Linked DNA regions of Mus musculus: region 2 is linked to region 1. A link is a contact called in public Hi-C data. All regions are on one chromosome and are shown on one strand. Each heading gives the region's core, a stretch centred on a gene start, on an enhancer-like site or on the middle of the called end of the contact. The rest is flanking DNA. Distances are from core to core; before and after follow the strand shown.

The links. A called contact is a pair of places that touch in the nucleus more often than the background predicts.
Region 2: a Hi-C map of bone marrow-derived macrophages shows a contact between it and region 1, with 32 read pairs. The contact joins two enhancer-like sites. A contact is called at or near these places in 3 of 15 datasets of contacts at CTCF or cohesin (embryonic stem cells and large pre-B cells), 4 of 484 Hi-C or Micro-C datasets (bone marrow-derived macrophages and embryonic stem cells), 7 of 115 datasets of contacts at active chromatin or transcription factors (bone marrow-derived macrophages, cardiomyocytes, embryonic stem cells and 3 more) and 4 of 9 other capture datasets (adipose tissue, embryonic stem cells, liver and 1 more).

What each region holds. Positions count from the first base shown.
Region 1 is chr14:64,625,563-64,630,251 of GRCm38.p6, reverse strand. All of the region lies in intron 1 of Gm36924 (a long non-coding RNA gene), which reads right to left. Among named protein-coding and RNA genes, the nearest start is that of Gm36924, 3.3 kb to the right of the region's middle. Within about 2 kb of position 1,916, at least 42 of the 459 cell types and tissues checked have an H3K27ac peak or open chromatin away from gene starts, as enhancers often do. A contact at or near this core is called in bone marrow-derived macrophages, where this site is marked.
Region 2 is chr14:64,789,704-64,794,839 of GRCm38.p6, reverse strand. All of the region lies in intron 37 of Kif13b (kinesin family member 13B), which reads right to left. Among named protein-coding and RNA genes, the nearest start is that of Gm26225, 38 kb to the right of the region's middle. Within about 2 kb of position 2,334, at least 26 of the 459 cell types and tissues checked have an H3K27ac peak or open chromatin away from gene starts, as enhancers often do. A contact at or near this core is called in bone marrow-derived macrophages, where this site is marked.

The sequences.
Region 1 (4,689 bases), core at 667-3,166:
CTTTCCTTAATTCTAACAAATTACCTGAAGCTGGGTCCTTTACAAAGAAAAAAGGTTTGTCTAGCTTACTGCTTTATAGGCTGAAAGACTAAGATGGCACGGTGCCCTCATTTCAGCTTCCTTGGCTGTGTTGTTTGGTATCAGCATGAGCAGGACACTTAGAGGGTGAAGTGGGAACCAGAATGCCACCTAGACTTTCCAGCTCGCTCCATCAACAATCAATCCCGTCACAGGATGAAGTCCCAGTGAGCTACTCACCTTCCACAAGGACCCAGCTCTCTTCCTCCCTCCCTCCCTCCCTCCCTCCCTCCCTCCCTCCCTCCCTCTCTCTTTCCCTCCCTCCCTCTCTCTCTCCCTCCATTCCTCCCTCTCTCCATCCCCCCCTTCATCCCTTTCTTTCTAGAGATTTTTGGGTTTGGGTTTCTTTCTAAAGATTTACTTATTTCAGTTTTACGTTTTGTTTTGTTTTGTTTTTTGCCCTGATCACTTGCATGCAGTACCAGCAATGGCCAGAAGAGGGTACTGGACCAGAAGAGGGTACTATGGCTGGAGTTACAGACAGTTGTATGCCACTGTATGAGTGCTGGGAACTGAATCCAGGTCCTCAAGAAGAGCAGTCAGTGCTCTTGACCTCTGAGCCTTTTCTCCAGCCCAAGAAAACTCTTAAAGGTTCCATTCTCACATAGCCACAGTGGAGGCCAGACTTCCAACATGGGTTCTGCGGAAGGATAAACTATATTCAAACACAGTTGGTCTTGTCCCCCTCCCCTCCCCCCCACCCGGGCCCTGTAATTAGCTCGGGCTATGTAGTGAGATTCTGTTTCAAAACAAAACAAAACAAAACGACACAACACAACACCCAAAACCAAAACCAATAGTAGGGAGCTGGGGCTGTAGCTTAGTAGGTAGAACACTTTCCTCACACGCTTGAAGCCTGGTTTATGTCTGTAGTGTCAAATAAACTGGGCATGGTGCTGAAAAACCAGCACTTCCTGTGAAGGTAGGAGAATTAGAAGTTCAAAGTTACCCTCAGTTACATAGTGATTTTGACACCAGACGGGGCTTGGTGAGACCCAGTCTACAGAACAAAACCCAAACCCTCCATACTTTCCTGTGTGACTTCCAAGGTAGCTCAGGTGAGTGCCTGGAGAGATGGCTCAGCAGTGTAGAGTCTTTGCTGCTCGTGCAAAAGACCCGGGTTCTGTTCCCAACACCCACACAGAGGCTCATAACTGGCTGTAGTTCCAGTTCCAGGGAATCTAATACCCTTTTCTGACCTCCACAGGCACCAGGTACATATGTGGTGCATACATATACATGCAGGCAAAATACACATAAGCATAAAATAACACAAGAAATAAATCTATGAACAAGTAAATCTATTAAATAAGTAAAGAGTAACCGGCAAACAAATAAACAAATGCTCACCCGACTGGCACAGGTCTAATTGTCCAGTTCCTGAAAGGTCAGGATCAGAAACTGCCTGTCTCTCCTGGGGTTAACCTGTCTTTATTCTCTAGCTAGGGTGTTTATTCAGCATTTTAGGAGGAGAAAGCCACCCAGGTGTTGTATCTATAGGCCAATGAGATGAGAGAGGACCCTGATGGGCCAGGTAGGAGGTAAGAAGACCCCAATTCATCATCGTAGCTGTACATAATATACCCTGAACTAGAGCCTGCTTTGGCCAACCAGAGGTCAGCAGACAGGAAGGGCACTCAGCTGAGGTGACCTGCAGTGCTTGTGTATGTGGAGTGAAGGAGCCAGCCTGGTCCAAACCAAGGGAAACATAGAGAGTGAGCGACAATAGTAACCATGAGGTGTCTTATAAGGCGTGGTGTGTCTTATAAGGCGTGGTGTGGTGCGGGGGAGGGAAGGAGGACACTGTTGTACAGGGCGGGAGCAGAGGGCAGAGTGGCAGGGCAGACGTGCCTGGCGGTGTGATGGGGGCTGGGCAAAGTGATCACACCCAGCCAGACTCTGCTGTGAGTGTAGAGCTGAGAGGATTTCCTGTTGGTCATGGGATAAAGAAGGCACTATCGTCTTCACCCAGTGCTCAGTCCAGTGGTGGCATAGAGTACATTCACGCGGAGCACCGTGCATGCGTGCGGGGGTGGGGGGCGGAGCAGGGAGGGGGAAGAGAGGAGGAGGAGGGGAAGGGGAGAGGGATCTTTCATGTAGCCAGACTAGCCTCAGATTCCCATCGGTTACAGGTAGTTGCTGCCATACTTAGCATTAGCATCCGCGGAGCCGTGTGATGGGTAAATCTGCTCCATCTGAGCTGGGTTTTCATAGCTCCCATGACCTTGACCTTCAGGGAAGAAATCCTCAATCCTTGTTCCAGTTATAAAATTCCAGTTATAAAACTGGAATGCCTCGCCTGCCCTTTAAATCAATCCCCAGACTTGTGAGATGGCCCAGAGGATAAAGGCACTTGCAGGCACTTGCTGTGCAAGTTCTATGACCTGCGTTCATCCTTGTTACCCACACAACAGAAGGAGAGAGCAGCCTTCAAAACGTTTTTCTCTTACCTCTACCCAATACACCCTGGCATGAGTGTGCACTTCCACTCATACATAGAACAATTAAAATTAAAAATGAAATACACACACCACTCATGATGGCACCAAGCCTTTAATGCCAGAGCTCAGGAGGCAGATGCAGATGGAGCTCTGTGATCAGCCTGGTCTACATAGTAAGTTCCAGGAAGGCCAGGGCCACAAAACCAACCAACCAAACAAACAAACAGGAAAACCCCCAAACAAAAAACAAAACAAAGCAAAAAAAAATTATACACAAACCACAACTAATTCTCCCTTTCCTTTTCCTTGGTCATTACATTCTACTTCCTCTCTATGAACTTCACTGCCCTGGGGATCTCGTATGAGAGGAGTCATGTAGAATTTGCCCCTGTGACTGATTTAATTCTTTTAACCCAACATCCTTCAGGTTCTCCCAAGGTGCACTTCGGTGTTTAGCTGCTTGGAGGTAGTTTGCAAAGGCAGGGACTGCGGGGTGGGCCTTTCTCTGCTTTGCGGGCCGTGAGCGCCTCCTTGAGGCCATACGCAGAATCTTGTCCCTGAATTACTGCTAAAATGATGGTTGACCGGAAAAGTACGCACTTGGTTATATTTTAGCTTTTGTAGGTGAGTTGGCAAAGATGACCCTGAAGGAATGGCTCTGAGATAGGGAGTATAATATAACAGAAACTTTGAAAAGGATTGAGGCTCTCTTCCCTGAATGTCAAGGTCACAGGAGTTATGAAAACCGGGCACAAGCAGAGTATTTATACCAATCAACCCAGAGCAGCCAACTCGACAGAACTTGGAGACAAACAAGCAAATGCACAGAGGCTTTAAGTACATTCACTCTCTGTAGGGCTTTCTTGCATAAGTAATTATAGTCCCATGCAGGATGTTTTGCTGTTAATTCAGATATAGCCGGAGAAAACAGGATGGCCCAAGGGGCAAGAGGAAGTCTTTACTTCTTGCAAGATAGTCAAGGGTGAGAAGATTAAAGATAGCCTTGCCAGCTGGTAATGCTGTCAAGCTAGATTTGATGGAAACAGCTCACAGTTGATCAAGGTGCTTGGAGACTCATCCGAGCATCTGTAAGATAGCTCAGAGTGCTTGCCCAGCAGGCGTGCATTCACAGGAGTGCATGAACCAGGAACTCAAATGTCTGTAAGCCCCACGGAGAGGTGGAGTCAGGAGATTCAGGAGTTCAAGGTCAGCCTTGGTTATGCAGCAAGTTTGAGGCCATCTTGGCCAGCACAGGCTGTGTCTAGCTGTACTTATATTTTTCTGCACAGATTTTTTAAGGTCCAGGCTTATTTATTTATAGATAGAGTCTTACTCTGTAGCCTAGAGTGGCTTTGAACTCTGGTCTTAGTCTCCCTAGTTCCAGAATTACAGGAGTGAACCATCACCTGTCGCTTTTTTAGATTTATTAACTAAATCTAGGGACTTTTAGTGTTTGCTTGTTTTATTTTTGTTTTGTTATGCTCTGTTTTGCCTGATTGGTTGGGATTAAAGCTAGTCTGTCTAGCTTCAAAGGTTGGGGGGGGGGGGGAGTCAACATTAATACAACATCGCCACCTTGTGACTAACATGCTTTCTCAACGTGGCAGGCCTTAACCTCTGTCGTTCACTTACGGAGTTTGCAGTGCTGACTCCCAGACCTCCTGAGCTTTGTTGGTTGTTAGTCTTGACCATTAAATATGTACTATATGTAAACACACACACACACACACACACACACACACACACACACATCTAGGGCGCTGTGCACCCTCATTTCCTTCCTCTTACCATCTTTGTAAACTTTGGACAAAAGCCTCTGAAGAACTTACACCTTTCAACCTGAAATCTACATTTTAAAAACTAGGGACCTGTCTTTCACAGCGCTAGAAGGTTCTGTGCAAGACCCCAAAGGAGGAAAGCAATCGACACTCCTGGCCAGATGTCACCTCGATGAACCACAACCATGATTAGCCTGGCAAGGCATTTCTAAAGGTGCAATAGTGATAATCATATATCTAGGCATTTAGCGGCCTGCTCAAAGGAGGAAACTCTTGCTGGATATGGGAAATCTAACCAACCACCTGGGGCTAGTGATGTCATGGATCCTAGATGAGAGCCTATGCCTGCCATTTTGCCAGAACAACATACTACCTAGCCATATTTTAAATAC
Region 2 (5,136 bases), core at 1,085-3,584, 160 kb before region 1:
CTTCCAGTGCCCTGCCTGCCCTGCATGAGGGACAGCAGAAACTGTTCCCACCCTGCCCTGCCCTGCATGAGGGACAGCAGAGACTGCTCCTGCCCTGCAAATGCCAAGGCCACCGATGAAAGGGTTCCTGGCAGTGCTCATTCTCACACCACAAACTTGCATTTCTCTCCCAACTCATCTGCCCTGCCGGGGTAGTGATAGAACCATGAGAAGACTCTGAGCCTCTTCTACCTCGGGCCTCATCCAGGTTAGCATCCCCTCTAGAAAACACTGTTTGCAAATGCAGGAATGGGTTGCTGTAGAGAGCAGTCTGTGTTTACTGCGCTCTCATAGCTGGCTCTATGCTCTGCTAACTCGAATCCCAGTTCTCTGAGACAACACTTCAGAGAAATTGTTCTTGTCGTTCTTCTTCTGAGGAGTCAGTACCAGGGTACTGACAGGCAGCAAACCCGCTCCTCAGTCCTTTCTCACAGAGTGTTTCATGTCACTCTACTGCAGAGCCACCCTGTGCTGCTCTTCCTGGCAGCCTTGAATGCCCTGATGCTCGTTGGCCACTGAGCCTCCAGAGAACTCACAACATGGGACGGTCTCAAAGGAAGTGTTAAGCTCCAAACTAAACTGTGATCATCAAAAAGGAAGCCGCTCAATTCCTCTCCTCTTAAGAAAGAAGTGAAAGTGGGTTCCAATTAACAGGCCCGTGCCCCTGAACATGGTGTACAGGCTTCCATCTGGATCTCTGCTTCTGTCCATACTGAAAGCCTTAAGTAACTAAGTAGTGCTGCTCTCTCTCTCTCTCTACGGGCCGTTTCTAAGTCCCACAACATTAACCGCTGGACCACGCTTCCTGCCTCGGAGACGGGACAGGTCCTGTGAGGCATGTTCACTGACAGGCTTTTTCTAGGTTTCATCTTGGGTCACGTTCTAAACATCTCAACATCAGTTTGTTGCTTACTTAAGGAACATCTGAACAGACACTGGCAGCAAATAAAACCTCAGGGTGCTCACGCCTAGCTAAACTACCATCACCAACATCAGATATCTACACAAGAGTGATGGTGGAGCCAGGTGGCAAGCAGGGTCATCAAACATTGGTCATGGAGTTTTTACCAGGTTGGTGACACAGAGCAGGTGACTGGTATGTAGTCCCTTTAGCACCACGATGCCACTCAGTCCTCCTTAAAGGGGAGACGGGGTGGCGGCCACCAACATGGAGATGCATTATGCTGGCCAGATGCCTGATGGCCGAAGAGTGGCTTCTTCAGGTGCCAGGGCTCTGTCTTAGGCCTTAAACAGCCAACACTGTGCTTGTGACTCACATGCTGACACCCTATAACTAAGAAGTATGGCAGATCATAGCAAAAATATAAGTTTTAAAAAGCAAACAACTTAAAAAGAATTTTAAAAGAAATATTTGGAAGGGAACCCTAAAGTTCCCTTTTGAGTGTTGTACATTTTGTAGTTAATACAATAATAGAGAGAGGGACCACACTGACAAGGGTGGACACAGGACAAAGAATCCAGCAGCCGTGCCGGGAGGAACTGGGGACTAATCCTACTCAGTGCTGTGCTGGGTAGTTTTATATCAACTTGACACACACTAGAGTCGTCAGAGAGAGGAGAGCTTCAACTGAAAAAATGTTCCATCAATCTCTCTGTAGGTAAGCCTCAACCTCACTCATGCCACGGCCCTTTAACACAGGTCCTCATGCTGTGGGGCCTCCAACCATTTCACTGCTACTCCATAACTGTGATGTTGTTACTGTTATGAATCATAATGGAAATATCTGTGTTTTCTATGGTCTTGGGTGACCCCTGTAAAGGGTCATTCTGCCCCACAGGGGTCTCGACCCACAGGATGAGAACCACTGAACCTAGGGCATGTTCTTAGTGACTGATATGGGAGGGCCCAGCCCACAGCGGATGCTGTCATCCCTGGGCTGATGGTCCTGGGTTCTGTAAGTAAGCAGGCTGAGCAAGCCCTGTGGAACAAGCCGGTAAGAAGTACCTACCCCTCCCTGGCCTCGGCACCAGCTCTGCCTCCAGGTTCCTGCTCTGCTTGAGTTCCTGTTCTGACTTCCTTCAATGATAAACCACAAGGCAGAAGTGTAAGCTGAATAATCCTTATTTCCCCAGCTTGCTCTTGGTCATGGTGCTTCATCACAGCATTGATAACCCAAACTAAGACAGCGGTACTCTGGAACAGGAGAATCATTTAAATGAGATAAGTCGGCTCCACTACTGTCGGGCTCAGGACCTTACTGTTCCACCCATCCCCCCCCACCCGCCCCCCAGAGGCCCCTACAAGACAACACAAAGATGAAGGCATTGCCACAGGCGGCGGGCCAACTAACCCAGAACTGCTAAGACTGGGTAGGCCTTCAAGAGCATGGACCACTCTTGCCCTGGATTCTACCAGCAGAACACAAAAGGTCAGAGGCCAAGGCCACAAAAAAAGATGACCCAGTTCTTGAAGAAACCACATGGAAGGATTTTTTTTTTTAAGTCAAAATCTCAACCACCAGGTATGCAATCAGACTTCCAAGAGAGTGAAGAATGGAAGAGGAACATACAGGAGCCAGGCGCGCTGGCACTGAAGCCCCATCCAAGGGTGTACACCCAGGGAGCAGCAGCACAGAGCACATTTCAAGTGACCCAAGTTGCAAGAAAACTAATGTTGACGCTGTCACTTGCAATTAGAATTTCCATCCCACAGAGCTTTAGCAGGCAGTGGGGGAAGGTGAGAGACTGAGGCAGTAGCTCAGGGGTTGGATGGAGCAGCAGAGGAGGCAGTGCATTTTGGGTAACTGAATCCCAGGAGAAAAATCAGAGCTTCAGGAATTTGTTTTAATGGCATGTCCATCCACCTAGGAAAGTTCACAAATATGTCTTGATACCGCAAGACCCCACTCAGTTGTGCCTGTCTCATCGCTAACCTACAAACAGTGCTTTCTACACATGTGACAGAGGTCCACACAGGGCCACATCTCCATCTGCATACAAATAGACAATGAGACAACTTTATATCTCCATCTTATGAGGATGATCCAGGGCAAATGAGCCCTGCCCACTGTAGTTATATTCCACAGGGAGACAGTCAACAAACAAAAACCTAGAAGCTCCCAGGAAAAAAAGGCATGTGTATCTGTGGGGGGTGGTTTGCTCTTTTTATTTGGCTCACAAAGAGGGCTGGGATGCACTTAACTGTGCTTCCACTAAGTGGCCTCCATGACAGTATGGCTCTAAACCAAAGCAGGAGAAACAGGGTTGCCACCAGCACTGGAAGAAGAGGTAGACTGAAACTGAATGGCATGTGCTGGTGTGTTCGTGGGATAAAATGGGAGTGGGATGTCTTAGAATGGCACAGAGCTGGCAGGCAGCATACACAGACTAAAGGAGGGTACTCACTGCTGGAGGGTGCTATAAGCCACAGTAAGAGTGCAGACTTTGGTTTCATTTCCAGCTGCCTCATATGAACAGTTTAAAAACAGAATGAAGTGAGCTACCCAGGGGAAGAAACTGGTTAAATGTGGATAAATATAGAAGGCCACGAAGGTACCCGGACACCCAGCCTAGGACAGGCCACCAAGAAGGACTTGCTGTTGGTGATACAAGGCTTATGGTTTTATGCATATGAGGACAGAGACTACAACCTTGAGGATATGGAAGCATCTGCCCCAGGGAGATGTTTTCACAAATCACTGTTAATGTTTTAGCTACACCACAAGGCACGGTCACCAAGCCCAGTGTTAATTTATATTTTCATACATTTCTTGTCACCTGGACATGACAGACTGCCTCTCTATTCCCATCAGGTTTGTCTCTCACAGGCTGCTGTTCCTCTCACTCTCATGAGCTCTCCATGCAGCCAGGGCTTGGACTTGTTCGCTGATCACTGAAAAGAAAAGCTGCTTGTCTTCAACATGACTCCTCCCCTGCCATCTAGACAACTACTGCAGTGAAGAGCAGCTGGAACTGTGGTCATCAAGCTCCATGTAATGTCACCATAGTACTTACAGAAGGCAGAAGACATGGTGGCTGTCCCATATGGGCTTTGGGTCACCAGAGCAGATTGGGGAAGGGCAATTTCTTTACATATACTTTAGTAATGCAGAGACCCTCCCATCATACTTGATGAAACAATGACCAGTTTAAAGCTGCATAGCATGCACAGTGATGAGCCCCTGGGAAAGTCAGCTTTGCCTGCCTGCGCCCTCCATTCACAGACACATCTCAATAACGGCAAATGACCTTTGACCTGCCTAGCTACATGTCCTTGAAAACATTTTCAAAATTACTGTGTTTCACTTTGCCATCTGCTCTGTGTGCTGATGTGCAAGTTGGTATCACACTGGGCAGGAAGCTCTCTCTACATACAGAATAACTTATTGATGCCAACACAATCTCTCCTGAAGATGCCTTCATAGAAGCCCTTAAGAATCGCTCTGCCTCCGACGCTCCTGACCTACATTCCTGACACTGGGACATTTGAAATATGGAGGAGCTAGTGTTAAGACCCACTTCAACAGCTGCACCTGCATGGCTTATGTTTCTGAATGAGTAGAAATAAATCTCATTTAACATTCTCTGTTGAGATAAAGCCTCCATGACTACAAACTGCATCTCCAAGTGGGTTCCTTTCACCACCGTATGAAAGGAGCTTCCTGCTTGTTGGGAAATCCTAGAACATTTTCTCTAACGCTCCACTGCCACACAAAGTGTTTTAAACAGGAGGAAGACAAGTGACTACTTTGAGTCAAAGAACTGATTGTCCACTGGACATTGAGGGTGGGGTGAATTATGATTCAAGATTGTTTGAAAAGTGAAATCAAGAATTAAAAATAGAATTACATTTTCTACTTGGCAACACAAACAACACTAAGTGCACCTTCATAAATTGGACGATTGTTGTACTAAGTGATAGCACATGAATCACATTAGTAGCAGACTTGGCAGTTTTGTTTAGAGCAGAAAGGATGGGGTGTCAATATGTGCAAACAGCTGCTATCTGGAAAGAGGGGAGAGGCATTATGACAGGCTCTGCCAGGGTCAGAAGCTGCACCAATGCCCTCACGGGTCTGTTCCTCTACCTCCAGCTTCAGAACCACAACAGCTCAGGGAAACATTCACTGTGGCTTC